5 separate regions of the Mus musculus genome follow, and regions 1, 2, 3 and 4 are each linked to region 5. The links are chromatin contacts, called in public Hi-C and promoter capture Hi-C maps. All regions are on one chromosome and are shown on one strand. Each heading gives the region's core, a stretch centred on a gene start, on an enhancer-like site or on the middle of the called end of the contact. The rest is flanking DNA. Distances are from core to core; before and after follow the strand shown. Region 1 holds the start of Smim4 (small integral membrane protein 4). Region 2 holds the start of Pbrm1 (polybromo 1). Region 3 holds the start of Tkt (transketolase). Region 4 holds the start of Glt8d1 (glycosyltransferase 8 domain containing 1). Region 5 holds the start of Wdfy4 (WD repeat and FYVE domain containing 4).

Region 1 (2,700 bases), core at 17-2,516, 2.1 Mb before region 5:
ATCAGGGGCTGGAGAGATGGCTCAGTGGTTAGGAGCACTGACTGCTCTTCCAGAGGTCCTGAGTTCAATTCCCAGCAACCACATGGTGGTTCACAACCATCTGTAATGGGATCCAATGCTCTCTTCTGGTGTGTCTGAAGACAGCTACAGCGTACTCAAAATAAATCTTAGAAAGAAAGAAAGAAAGAAAGAAAGAAAGAAAGAAAGAAAGAAAGAAAGAAAGAAAGAAAGGAAGGAAGGAAGGAAGGAAGGAAGGAAGGAAGGAAGGAAGGAAGGAAGGAAGGAAGGAAGGAAGGAAGGAAGGAAGGAAGGAAGGAAGAAAGAAAGAAAGAAAGAAAGAAAGAAAGAAAGAAAGAAAGAAAGAAATGAATGGAGGTTTTGAAAGAACAACCTAAAATTCTCAAATGGTAAGTTACATGAGAGGCAGACAAAGGGCCCAAAGGTTGGGAGAAAGCCTGAAAGGAACTGGCAGTTCCAGAGGCCGTTCTCAGAAATGCCAGACATTCTTTTCACAGTTCTAGGTCAAAGACATAACCTAAGGAGAGCGAGTGACCAGTAGTAATTAGCTAGGACAGCCGGGATAACTTCCTCAGGAGTTTGGGCTAAAGCTCTCAAAGGGCAAGGGCCTTAACCTGAATTTCTGAGCTATATCTCTGAATTTCCCTCAGGACTGGTTCCTCTTCCACATGCGATTAATCCTGTTCCTTAGGCCCAAAGTCACCAGCAGGGCCAAGGACAGGCTACAAAGACCTGCACGGCCTGACTAGAGGCACGTGCCCTCTTCAAATGCCGGAAGAGGAGGAGGGCTGGATGCCAATGTGAACAAAATACAAGAGCCCTAAGGGCCTCCTGCCTCGCTGCACGAGAACTGTCAAAACACTGTTCCTAACGCCCAAAGTGAAAGGAACTCTGCAACTGAATGGATCGCATACCCACGGGAGAAACGGAGGCTGCTGCACCCTCACTTACAGAAGGTCTCCTGGCCCACGCGCACTTTAATCATGATCCACTCCATCGCACCTCCCAGGACAAAAAAGAAGGGCAGGAATCTGTAGATGCCGAATCGCTGCTTGCCGGGCACTCGCTGAAGAGCTCGCCTCACCTGGGCCCTGGAGAACATGACCGAGGCCTCCCAGTGGGGTAGGGACGGAACCAGGCAGACTGGTGTTCCCGGAGGCAGTACAAATAACCCTGCGGACCCCTGCGTGTCCGCGGAGTCCCGTGGACTGAGCACCAAGACTCGACTGCAGCGCCACAGCCCGGCCGCAAGAGTTAGGTCGCGGAAGTTAGGACAGACCCAAAGCCTGGTCGGCTCCGCCAATCAGAATGTGGCGGGACTCTCAGACTCTCCAATCAGAGTGCTGTTTGAGCGCGCGTGCTCTGTGAGGCTGAGTCGGTCTGAAGAAGCCTGCGCACGCGCCTAGATTCTGGAGACGGAGAACCTTCGGGGGGCGGGGTCTCCAACGTGGCGTGGCGGCCCCGCCCTCGACCTGCTCTCACTGCTGAGGCTCAGAGTTTACTGCCGCGCCCCCTACTCTGCCATCGCCATCTTTTTTTGTAATACCCTGACCGAGGTGTCGACCCTTTGTGAATGAAATCAGCTAAAATGCAGTTTCGTGACACTCCTTCCTTTTATTTCTGGATGTGACTGGTTTGACTTGGATTCTAATACAAACATAACTCGATATGCATTTTCGAAAGCTGAATTTTATCGTCGCAGCAAAAAGTACAACTGTCTATAACAAACATGCTAAAATAATATAAACCTATGATAAGTGGGAAATTACCGTTATTCTGGTAACTTGTAGTGTTTTTAAGCATCACAACCAATAGTTACAGAAGAGGATCAAGGTAAAGAGTGACTTCGCTGTCAAACCACAACCCTATCGGCACCCTTGTAAGATGAGCCTTTCTATGATGCTGTGAGAATTGACAATCTAAAAGAATTAAATGGCCTGGCAGTGGTGGCATATGTCTTTAATCCCAGCACTTGGAAGGCAGAGGCAGGCGTATCTCTTGAGTTCGAGGCCAGCCTGGTCTACAGAGTGAGTTCCAGGACAGCCAGGGCTACACAGAGAAACCCTGTATCAAAAAAAAAAAAAAAAAAAACAGAATTAAATGACAGATTGCAGCGAGGAGGCCTGGTGGGCCCATGCCAAGGTATGCCCCTGAGAAATTATGCTGTGCAACAAATCTGGTATGAAAGGAGTTTATTGGGGAAGGAATAGAGGCAGTGAGGGAACCATGAAGGCAGAGAAAGAGGGGGGGGGGTCATAAACAGCTGACTAAGCGCAGCCTGCCTGGAGGTACCTACTGGAGAAGCCACACACAGTGAACGCCTGGCACTTGGTGCCATTTCTCTTGGATCTGAGGACTGAAACTTGTAAAGTGTCATCCACTTGGAAGGAATCCACATGTGGCCAGGTCTTCACAGCCCACCTAGGTCAATGGACCTACAAGGGTCCACCCATAAGCCCACCCTTCGGCATCCATGACTACCCAGACCAGAATCTGATACACCCGATCCTCAGCATAGGTACAGGCAAACTACAAACGTACACATTACACACAACCTTAAACCCAACAGCCACGTGTGTTCAGTTGGGCAACTCACCACCAACAATGGACATTGGGCCCAGCCTTTCCTAGTGTACACCTGCAAGCTAAGAAAACAGAAGTGGATGGAATGAAAAGAATTTC
Region 2 (2,700 bases), core at 95-2,594, 2.2 Mb before region 5:
CACAGAACACTTACCTTTTTTTGAATTTTATATCGCTTATGGCAGGTCATACGTTTACTCGCTTTCTTTAACTCTGCCAAAACAAAGAAAGAGAAAGACTGCACACATGAGCAGTGAGTGTTTTAAATTTCTCACATCACCTATATGGATGTTTTGCCCTCTCTTGTCAGCAGACCAACCACGTGCATGTAGTGTTCTTGCAAAGGAAGCCACAAGAGGGCTTCATCACTTGTCCTTCTACAGACAGCATGGAGCTGCCACGTGGGCTGGGACAACCCTGGGTCTTCACTCCATACCCAAAATGTTTCATTTACTTATTTTGTGTGTAGGTCTGAAAGCAATTTCCAGGAGTCAGTTCTACCTATCATATGAGTTTGAACTCTTGACAGTAAGGCTTAGTGGCAAGTGTTTATAGCCATATTCCTGGCCCTCAAGAGATTGTTTTATCAGGCCATGGGGGCCTACAACAATAAGGCTATCCCGGGCAACATAGATCTTGCCTCAACCGTCCCTGCAAAGTTATGCAGGGTATTTAATGGAAATCACACCACAACGCCAGTCAATTCGACTCGGTGGACCCACAATGGAAGCAGCTTCTAGAGGAAAGCACTACAAATATCAAGGTTTCTTTCTTTATTTTTATTTTTTCGAGACAGGGTTTCTCTGTGTAGCCCTGGCTGTCCTGGTAGACCAGGCTGGCCTCGATCTCAGAAATTCGCCTGCCTCTGCCTCCCAAGTGCTGGGATTAAAGGCGTGCGCCAACACGGCCAGGCTCTTTTTTTAATTTTTAAGCCATGGTTTCAGTATACAGCCCAGGCTGGCTGCAAACTTTCTATCTTACTGCGTCATCCTTCGTGTACATGATTAGGGCGCGTGCCACCAAGGCCGAAAGACCATGGTTCTGAATAGTTCTAGGAAAACGGCAGGCTCGAAAAGAGGCTCAAACACGTTAATCACAGAAATCTGGCTCGGTTTTCCTCTCAAGGGCTTAGCTCTCCTGCTATACAACAGGCCAAATTTGGGTCTGGGCCTTCTAAGCATCAGATCTACGCGGAACTCATCAATGGCCTATGGAGAGTCCTCTCCCTCCAGCCACAAAGCACCACCCGCGCGTTTCGCTCCCGACCCCACTCACTAGGCCTCTTCATCCTGGCCGCGGACGCTTCAGGAGCAGAGGAGGTCTCGGGATCACCACGACTTCTCGGGCGCCACGTGCGAACTGGAACTGCGGTTCAACGTCACGCGCTCCAGGACCTGCCGGAAAGTGTGTCGGGGCCGGGCCGAGTGCGCGCGCACACACATACACTGTCGCGCCGAGCCGGGCTCGCCTGGCGGCCACAGGTTGGATTTACGGCAGCACTGGGAGGGGTGAGGGCGGTGAGGGCGGCGGGTGCCGGAGAGACGGCCGCGGCCAGAGGAGCGCTAGCAGCCGTGGCGGCCACGGGGCGGGGCTCGGCGGTCGGGGACCGCAGCCGGGGCTGCAGGCGGCGGAGCGGCGGGGTAAGGCCGGGCCCGGGGCGGGCGGGGCCGCCCCTCCTCGGCCGGCTGCCGGGCCTTTGTGTCGGCCCGGGCGGGCGGGCGGGCGGGCGGGAGTCGCGGCGGAGGCCCCGCCCCGTGGTGCGGACGCGCTGGTCGGGCAGGGCGCGGGGCGGGGCGCGGCACGGCACGGCGGCGGGGCCTCGGGACAGGGCCCAGCAGCCCGGCCGCACCTGCCGCCGGGACAAAGGCAGAGCAGGGCCCGGAAACTCCCTTCGCTGCTCTTTCCCGCCCGTCGCGGGCCGCCTTCAAAGCTGTCAACGTTTCCTTTAGCCCCAGAACCAGTGACAGGTCGGGCGAACTCTTCTTTTCCTCCGCCTCTCAAGGCCTCTTTTTTTTTTTTTTTTTTTTTTTTTTTTTTTTTTTTTTTTTGGTTTCTTGTGCGTTCGGCAAAAAACTCCCTATTGAGTTTTTGTTTTTGTTTTTTTCTTTCCCAATGATCGCCCAAACGGAATATTTTTTTGTTTTTGTCAGAGAGACTTACTTATTTACAGGCTAGGTACTTAAGCTTCTCATTTGTACCGTCACGACGAGTTGAGTTTTTGTAAACTGTATTTTCTGGTTTTAAAAGTATTTTCCGTTTCAAAATTTTGTTTTCTGAAGAAGTGAGTCTTATTTTAAGAAAATTTGATATCAAAGGGGGGACAAAAATATAAAATTCCTGGAAAACAAATGACAAATACACAATAGACCGGATGTAGGAATTCGAGGACTAACTATAGAAGCGTATGGTGGAATATGCTATCTTAATCCAAACTTTTCAAAACTTACTGTAGGAGCCAGGCACAGTAGAAAACACCTGTTCTAGCTCTTGAGTTGGGAGTATCGCAAGTTCCAGTGTACTTGGGTTACATAGTGAGACCTGCCATTAAAACAAAAAAGTGGTTATACGTTTCTTTCTTAACCCATTTGGTAGTAGGCTTTTCCCCCCAAAGTAATTCAGAAGCATATTGGATTCCAGATGTTGAGGAACATAGCTTTTGCTTTAGTAGTTTTTAAGATCCAAAATGAAAGATTGGAAAGTATCCTCGTTTATCTTTGAAGTGGCCTTACTTTGCTGCTAGATTTACCTCAGACTTCTGGATCACCCGCCTCAGTCTCCTGAATGCTGGGTTTACAGGCGTGTGCCACTGCTGGAGGGTGGGGGAAGTGAGGATAGTAACT
Region 3 (2,700 bases), core at 191-2,690, 2.6 Mb before region 5:
AGATATATAGAAATGAACATTCAGAAATAAAAACATATACCTCTCTAGCTTATGTTTCCATTCCCAAATAGATTATAATTTTCCACTGTGAAGAAGAGGTGGAGGAGGAGGGGGGAGGAGAAGGGAGAAGAAGAGAACAAGGAAGAGGAAGGAGGAGGAGGAGAAGAAGAAGAAGGGGAGGAGGAGGGGGGAGGAGGAGGGAGAAGAAGAGAACAAGGAAGAGGAAGGAGGAGGAGGAGGAGAAGAAGAAGAAGGGAAGGAGGGGGAGGAGGAGGAGGAGGAAGAGGAAGTTAACATCAGTGTCATTGGACAGGTGGAGAAATGAAGAACTGGACTAATAATCACTGCCCTCAGGTCCATGGGGTTGGAAGGCCCAAAGGCTTCTGAGGTTTGTTTGCCTCCTTGACCTGTTGGTGAGCAGAGGACAGAGGTGGCACTTGCCTTGCCAAGGATCTGATAGTGGAACACTCCGAGACCACAACACTCCAGTCCCAGGTCCAGCCCTTGGCAGTCAGGCACTAGGAGGGCCAGCCTCTTTGGGCAGAGCCAGCAGAAGCCAGGGGCTGTAACAAACCACACTGGCAGTCTCACTGGGACACCTGGGAAACAGGCCAGGCAGGGAGCGCTTGGGGGAGGGGTGCTCACTTGCACAGGGCCCATTGTCTCATGACTCTGAGTTTGAGCTCTGTGGAGGACACAGAGAGGACCTGGACCAAAGCTGTACTGGTGCCTTCCTCTGCCTCTGCCCAGCACCCACTCACAGGCTTGCCTTTATATCCTCTCTGTAAATTGCAACAACCTCCGCCTCTGGAAACGGTATTGACCCGAGTGTGTGTCATGGATCCAATGAGACAGATCCAACGAGACTGTGAAGGCAACGCTTTCTGTTACAGCTGCTCAGTCCTCTCAGCTCCACCAGATCTGGTAAGAGCAGTAGGTGCTAACTGTCTCTACAGAGGCAAACCCAGTAATCTCTCTGAATCCACTCTTGTCCGTTGGCTCTAGTAGTCTGAGACCAGCATACTCCTAGTAACTTCTCAGTATTACCGTTTCTGGCAGTGTATATTTATTCTCATGTCTGGGATCTTTTTGGACTGAGGATAATCTGCTGCAGCGCTACCCACCAACCCTGTAATCTCAATCTAACCTTGCCAAGCCTCAACCTTTTCCTTAGAAAAGTGCAATTACTGATTAGTATCTCTCTTCTCAGTCCTACCCAAGTCAGCCGCGGAACTCTGAGCCATGCTTAGAACCAGGAATAGTGGCGAAGTTACTTTGTTGCTACTGTTTGTGTGTGATTAATTCCAACAGGGCACTGTGCTGGGAGAGAGCCCCCAGGCCTGGCGACTTCCGAGAGTCCACTAAATGCGGGGCGTGGCCAGAGGCCACTCGTCGGCCTGGGGTGATTCGGCGCCCCGCCCCACCTCCGCCCCGCCCCCCATGGGCGGGTCCTAAGGAGTCTTAACGCGCCCGCCCGCAGCACCCGTCCTCGGTCACTGCTGGTCGCTTCCTGAGCCGCTGCTGGCTCTGTGTCTCTGTCCTCAGCGTTCTCGTCCTCGTCCTCGTCCTCGTCCTACCACGCCATGGAAGGTTACCATAAGCCAGATCAGCAGAAGCTCCAGGCCCTGAAGGACACAGCCAATCGCCTGCGCATCAGCTCCATCCAGGCCACCACCGCGGCAGGCTCAGGGTGAGCGCGCGCTTCTGGCGGGGCTGGGAGCCGGGTCCCGCGGCCTCCCTGGCTCCGTGTCGCGTAGCACGATGTCGCCACGAGGGCGCGGTCAGATGGCGGAGCCTTCCGCTGCTCCGGAGCGGCCGGGTTCGACCGCGTGGGCCTCAGGTCTCGCGAGCACCTCCAGCCGGCCCGGGCTTCCCGGTTCTCGCTGCGCCCGGGCGCGCCTCCTCGCTCTGCGGCTGCAACCCGGAGGCCACCATGACTGCTGGCGGGAGAAACCTGAGCACGTGTGGGCTCCAGCTCTCCACCAGCATGTTGGTTCCACTGGTTTGCAGATGGGGAAACTGAGATTCCGGCTTTATATCAGTTGTCCAAAGTCACAGTGAGAGCTGGAATTTCAGCCCTTGCAATGTAGGCAGAGAATGTGTGTAGAGCCCACCATTTTGCAGTAGACTGGGGGCCCACCCTTCTCTGCATCTCTAACCACGCTCCCCTCCTCGACACTTCTTGCCTCTCCTGCTATGTGTGGGCTGGGGTCCCGGTGCTGCTGAAGACTCCAGGGTGGGGGCAGGGAGGTGACGATGCAACACCAAGAGAGGCTTAGACCCGAGCAAGGAGGTTGGAGTGCGAGTCTGGGGAGAAGGGAGCTTGTAGAAAGAAGGGGCGAGGCCCACGCGAAATAGGAAGTTCTGGGCTAACGGTGTTTGCACACTGGGTGGTTTCAAGAAATTCTAAGGTCTCCATTGGGCCTGGTATGAGACCTTGAGACAGAGAGATCTGGGCTTCTTGGAATGGTTTGGGGTTCTGGGGAGGGAGATTTTAGGAACCCAGACAAACTGTGAGCTTAGAACAAAGACCAGGATTCTGGATTTTGGCCAGTTCCATACAGAACATATTATTAAAGGAGTGCATTTCTCTTGCCTTTTACCGTGGGTTCCTCCTTACTTAGCCCTTGTGCTTTTAAGACGGGATGTCCTCAGAAGGTTTGAACTGGGAACCCTTTGCCACCCAACTTCCCATGCATA
Region 4 (2,700 bases), core at 194-2,693, 2.2 Mb before region 5:
GCTGTGCTATAAGAACATAGGCGGTTTAAGCTCATGTTTTGCTTATGAAAGCAATTCAGCTCATCTCACAGGAAACAAAAGCAGGTGCTGAATCATGAAAGTCCCAATCAGTTATTTTTAGCATGCCTCTTAATTTTTCTGTCCCCTGATTTCTTGTCTTCTGTGCCTAAGTCTTGAACAGGTAACCACTTTAGGGGATGGCGGCGGTAGATAGGCCATGGAGGAAGTGTCAGCTAGATCAGAACAGAGAAAAGGTAGCATTTATTTCCATTCAAGGTCTAAATGATCATTTAGTATGTCTGATCCCCAAATAACCACCATGCTAAAGATTAACAAACTAATGAGACAAAATATGTCAGGGAGTGAGAACAAGCCTTAAGTGTTTACACATACAAGTTTTAAGAACTAAAAGAAATATGAAGGCTGCGTGAGCAAAGCGAAGCCCCTGGCATATTCATTTTACTGCCTAGAGGAGATGCAAAAGACAATTAGAAAGCTCTACACCTTTATGTAGCGCAGGCCATCGGACACAACTTAACATTCTACTTTTCAAATAATAGAGAACAGAAACATTAATGGGAAAGACGAACAAAGAGGTGATTCTGGTTCTCACTGGTAGGTCCAACCAAGTCTCCTGAGTCAGAAAACTTACGCTACTGCTAATACGCAAATACCACAAATAGCTTACCAAACAGGAGAAAGCAAATCCGGCCATAACTATGTAGACAGTCCACCCAAACTGTTCAGCCACGTACCCGTAGATAAACCCAACTATCTGAAAAGAAACAAAGTATATAAAATGCACTCAAACCAAGAGAGGCGGGGTTAAGAATTAAAAGTAATGCAATACTTACTGCAGAAAAAAGAATGATCCCCTGAAACATCTGTTCAGCTAGTTTCTGCCCCTTGTAATCCTAGGGACGAAAAAGAAGAGGACGAGTTGGTCCTACTGCCAAAGGACTGCAATTCTCGTAGGGAACTCAGCGTTGGCATAAGGCAGCATTCAACACCAGGAGGGCCCGAGAGTAAGGAAGCAAACATGTAATTTCCCAGGGAAACTTGGGCATCTTAACAGACCACGGGAAAGGGGATCTATTCTGGGGAAGAGAAGGGAAAGTGAAGCCAATCTTAGGAGTGGCTCCGGTGAGGGTGAGGGGCTTAGAAGTCGCTAGGCTCCAAAGAGAAGTGCGGGGGATCGGGGACGCGCGCCCTCACCATCTGGGTGGGCAGCGAACTCAGGTGTTCCAGCATGGTTGCTGAAGACCGATACCGACAACGAAACGGACGTAGCCGATTATTAAGGAGTAAAGTTTGCGGGGGTCGATATCGAGAGCAAGGCCGACCAGCCGAGCGTTTCACTTCGGCCGTGGCCCCGGAAGCGGATGTCTCCGAGGGGCACGGACAACCCCTGGCCCCGCCCCGCGCCATCGACAAGGGAGGTACGTCTCTTAGCTTTCCTAGAACCCTGTACACTGCTCACGAGGGCTGGGGCAGCGACCTGGCCGGAGCATCGTGCACCGGTCAGCGCTCCTGGCCGCCCGGAGCTGTAATTGCGGCAGGAATCACTTGCGGGCTGCGCCTCCCCAGTTTAACGGCCGCCGGCGCGCTCCACGTCTCCATAGCGACGGCCTTTACTCGGGGAGGACCCGGGCGACGGGGCTGCCCCGTGGCGCCTGCTGCGCCTGGCTTTCTGGCAGAGGGAGGCACAGTCAAACTAGGGGTTGTGGCCCTACGTGGCTGCTGCAGAGCTCGCCGGCCAGTGGGCCACGGCCAGAGAGCAGCGGACGCGGACGGCCCGGCGGTGGGCCGGGGCCTGGGGCCTGCGGAGCGAGCGCTGAGCTGGCGGGGCGGGCTGGGGCGTGGGCGGCGGCCACTCCTCCCAGCGCAGGTAAGGGCGACTGCGCCCAGCCTCGGAAGGCGACGATTCGTCTGACGCGGCTCTAACCTGACCTGTCAGTGCGTGGCGGGATCCCCGGAGCGCCTCACCACGTCCCCATCACTCCTAAGCGTAAGGAGGCTACTAATGATCTCTAGAGTTAGGGAAGATAACGAAGCCACATTCTCCAGGGAAAGGAGACTGCCTCGGAGAAGAGCTGCGAGGCCCAAGTCGCCCCACATCTCGTGGATTGAGCTTCCGTGCCCCTATGTAGAGGGTCCCAAATTCGGCCTAACTTTTTGGTTGCCGGTTTCCATGGCTCATTCCCAGGCCAGTCCCTCTTGGTAAAGACCAGCCAAGGGCCGGGCGTGGTGGCGCACGCCTTTAATCCCAGCACTCGGGAGGCAGAGGCAGGTGGATTTCTGAGTTCGAGGCCAGCCTGGTCTACAAAGTGAGCTCCAGGACAGCCAGGGCTATACAGAGAAAACCCGTCTCGAAAAACCAAAAAAAAAAAAAAAAAAAGACCAGCCAAGGGGTTCCCTTAACCCTGTCTTTCAAGGGTTGTGTATTTCAAAGCGTGAGCCCTTCCCTCATGACTGAGCTAGATGGGGTGCCGAATTCAGACAGACCATTCTGGGGATCCCATCCTCTGGGGCCCGCTGCCTCTGTGGACTCTGCTGTGCATGCAGTCAGGCACAGATGGCGAGATGCTAGACACTCTAGACTGGGAGGTGAGTAGCCGATGCCAGCATCTACACATCCATGGAGCTACCAACCCATTAGTTAGTTAGTTAATTTTGATTAGCACAGTTGTGACTTAGAAC
Region 5 (2,700 bases), core at 158-2,657:
TACATATGCACACACTCATGCATACAGTATACTCTGTGTGTGTGTGTGTGTGTGTGTGTGTGTGTGCGCGCGCGCGCGCGCCTAACTTCAGGCTAAGTTCAAAAAAGTATAAAATAAAGCCATATATAGTTTGGGTTACCTTTCCGTTGCTGTGATAAAACACCATGACCAAGACAAGTTACAAAAGAAAGCATTTAATCTGTTGCTTACAGGTTCGGAGGATTAGAATCCATGATGTCAGAGCAAAGGAACAGTGGCAGGAACAGCTGAGAGTCTAAAAATCACATCCAAGAGGCAAAGAGAGAGGCCCTCACTAGAAACAAAGGGAGAGGACTTTTGAAACCTCAAAGCCCGCCCCCAGTAACTCACCCTTTCCAACAAGGCCACACCTCCTAACACTTCCCAAACATTTCCACCAATTAGAGACCAAGTATGAAAATATATGAGCCTAAGGAAAGCACTCCCATTCAAACTACCAGACATGTATTAAACAATTTAGAGATAGTGGAGGAATCAGAAATAAAAACAAGGAAACAATAATCCCAAAGCTGGGACAGAGGGTCATTCAGGCTAAACACCTATACACACAAGATAATAAAATAAGGTTTTTTTAAAATTTAATAAAAAAGAAAACTCTTTTAGGCCCATAGGAGGTCAGACCAGACACCAAGGATGTAAAGACAGGAGAATTTTTCCCACACTTGAGCCCACACCCAACTCTCTGGCTAGTCCCCAGCCCCCAGCACACCCTTCACTGCAAGGTACCACACTGACCTCCAAGCCTTCCTGAAGGCTTTTAAGAGCAATTCTCAGAAACCACAGTGCAGGGCTGGGCTCCTTCAGTGTCCTCTCAGCAGATGTGTGCCCTCCCTGTCCATCCTGCACATTCCTCCAACCCACTTTATGTCACCGCACCGGCATCACAGGCCCCATCTGTAACTTGTCTCTTTACTAGTTCATTGGACGTAAGTGGATAGAAATGGAGACAATTATACTTGAAATATTCCCTAGAAAGACAGTACCCAACGCCCAGTCATCACTTCGGAAAGACTGGGACAAAGGATTAGGTTCTTGAAAGCTGGGTTTTGAAGGAGAAAGGGATCAATCCTCAGTGGCCCAGATGCTGCTGTTAATGAGAAACATTGGAATTCAAAGGCTGCGTGTGATAACGCAGGTGAAGAAATGCCACCTTAAGAGACTTCTACTTACCAGATCCTGGGGCAGGCAAGGGTGGGGCCAGCTAAGGGCAAGACCAGGTCTGCCCAGCTGCCCCGAAGGCCAGGGTGGGTGGTCCACCCTTCACAAGCTACACCAGGGCTATGAGAGGAGCGTCTCAGTCAGTGTCCCGTTCTATACCTTGACAGTGGCACAAGCCAGAGTTAGTTTTCCCCAGCTGTGGCAGACTCCTACCTCTCAGCAGAGTCTAAAGAAGGGACTTAACCCGTGGTCAGAGGGTAAGGAATGATCTAGTGCCTGGTCAGCTCAGCAAAACTCACAAGTGACAAGGGTGCTGAGAGGCACTGACCACAAGGACCTCCTTCACCGCTCACTTCCTGCCAATCGTCCCTCCTCTCTGCCACCCCGCATTCAGACTAAGTACTGATGGTCACACATGTGCTCCACAGTTGGCTTTGCAGGAAGCAGCGGGGCAGTCTACCGCAACAAACAGCCCCCACCTGGCTGATCTCTCTTATCCAAGATCAGAAAGACGTACCTGGAGGGTGGTGGTCAAAGCCTGCGGATGTCACATGGTGTGAGTGCTTCTATCCCCAGCCTCCAATGGCTCAGCTCAGGGGAACAGACCAAGACCTGGCCTCGCATGGCAGCCATCAACAACAGTGTTTCATTATGAATCACTTGTGCTGGGTTTCTCTTCATTTCCTGGAGAAAGCAGAAGTGGGAAGTCAGCAGATGCCTGCCCTTCCCATCCTTCCCTCCAAGGAGCCAATGACAGAGCTGCTTCACCAATGACTGGCAGGACAACATGGGTTTCACAAAAGCTCCCCTGAGACTGTGTGTTTGGTGATCAAGCAGAGCCAGGTGGGACCTAGGAACAGAAGGGAAAGTACAGCCTGGTGCCCATGTCTGAATTCCGCCTCTGCTGCTTACTAGCTGTGTGCCCAGCAGGCTGGGGTCCGTATGGCTCCTCGTCCTAACCCTCAGCCTCCCAGTCCTAATTTCAAATCCCTAGGAACTAAATCTAAATGCCTTCCCTTCTCTAAATGGTAAGGTATGGGAGCAGGTGTGTGGAATACCAATATGGAAGAATGGCTCTTTCTAAGACCCCAGCAGAGTTCTTAATGTCTCCACAGGATGGAGAAGACTAGATTGGAGCAGAAGCTTAGAGAAAATCAGAAACGTCTTTGTAGATAAGCCAGGCACAGGGGGGACTGGGGGAGACAAAGCCAAGGGTTAGGGGTTGCAGGAGTGTGAGGCTCAGAAACACACAAAGGAGAAAGTGGGGTGTTCTCCTGATGAGGTGACTTCATTCGTGCAGGTGATGTTCTGCCCAGATGACCCACAGGACAATGTGGGTCAGTAGGGGAAAGGGCAGGGTCCAGGCACTTATAAGAGCAGAGAGGAATCTCTGATTGGATGTTGCAGCCTTGTGCCTTTACAATATGCACATTCCCATAACTCCAGCTTTTCCTATGGGGAAAGTTTCACACTCGGGCTCAGCAAACAACTCAGGCCCAGTGC

The links. Promoter capture Hi-C pulls out the DNA fragments that hold promoters and counts their contacts. A called contact is a pair of places that touch in the nucleus more often than the background predicts.
Region 1: a promoter capture Hi-C map of neutrophils shows a contact between it and region 5, with 6 times the contacts expected there. The contact joins the promoter of Smim4 here to the promoter of Wdfy4 in region 5. A contact is called at or near these places in 2 of 39 promoter capture datasets (neutrophils and pre-B cells) and 1 of 484 Hi-C or Micro-C datasets (B cells).
Region 2: a contact with region 5 is called in a promoter capture Hi-C map of pre-B cells, with 5 times the contacts expected there. The contact joins the promoter of Pbrm1 here to the promoter of Wdfy4 in region 5. A contact is called at or near these places in 1 of 39 promoter capture datasets (pre-B cells) and 1 of 484 Hi-C or Micro-C datasets (B cells).
Region 3: a contact with region 5 is called in a Hi-C map of B cells, with 5 read pairs. The contact joins the promoter of Tkt here to the promoter of Wdfy4 in region 5. A contact is called at or near these places in 1 of 39 promoter capture datasets (pre-B cells) and 1 of 484 Hi-C or Micro-C datasets (B cells).
Region 4: a Hi-C map of B cells shows a contact between it and region 5, with 5 read pairs. The contact joins the promoter of Glt8d1 here to the promoter of Wdfy4 in region 5. A contact is called at or near these places in 1 of 39 promoter capture datasets (pre-B cells), 1 of 484 Hi-C or Micro-C datasets (B cells) and 1 of 115 datasets of contacts at active chromatin or transcription factors (large pre-B cells).

The regions. Positions count from the first base shown.
Region 1 is chr14:31,127,664-31,130,363 of GRCm38.p6, forward strand. Smim4 (small integral membrane protein 4) reads right to left here and starts at 1,267. Exons shown (of 2, transcript NM_001308091.1): 1 at 970-1,267. The coding sequence starts at 1,120.
Region 2 is chr14:31,017,794-31,020,493 of GRCm38.p6, forward strand. It overlaps Pbrm1 (polybromo 1), which reads left to right and starts at 1,345. Exons shown (of 33, transcript NM_001081251.1): 1 at 1,345-1,500. It overlaps Gnl3 (guanine nucleotide binding protein-like 3 (nucleolar)), which reads right to left and starts at 1,338. Exons shown (of 15, transcript NM_153547.6): 1 at 1,136-1,338; 2 at 15-73. The coding sequence starts at 1,148. RefSeq lists an enhancer at 2,048-2,076.
Region 3 is chr14:30,547,691-30,550,390 of GRCm38.p6, forward strand. Tkt (transketolase) reads left to right here and starts at 1,441. Exons shown (of 14, transcript NM_009388.6): 1 at 1,441-1,690. The coding sequence starts at 1,584.
Region 4 is chr14:30,999,990-31,002,689 of GRCm38.p6, forward strand. It overlaps Glt8d1 (glycosyltransferase 8 domain containing 1), which reads left to right and starts at 1,444. Exons shown (of 10, transcript NM_029626.2): 1 at 1,444-2,008. It overlaps Spcs1 (signal peptidase complex subunit 1 homolog (S. cerevisiae)), which reads right to left and starts at 1,677. Exons shown (of 4, transcript NM_026911.3): 1 at 1,216-1,677; 2 at 855-914; 3 at 689-775; 4 at 1-233. The coding sequence starts at 1,428. The coding sequence ends at 108.
Region 5 is chr14:33,183,659-33,186,358 of GRCm38.p6, forward strand. It overlaps Wdfy4 (WD repeat and FYVE domain containing 4), which reads right to left and starts at 1,408. Exons shown (of 59, transcript NM_001146022.2): 1 at 1,210-1,408.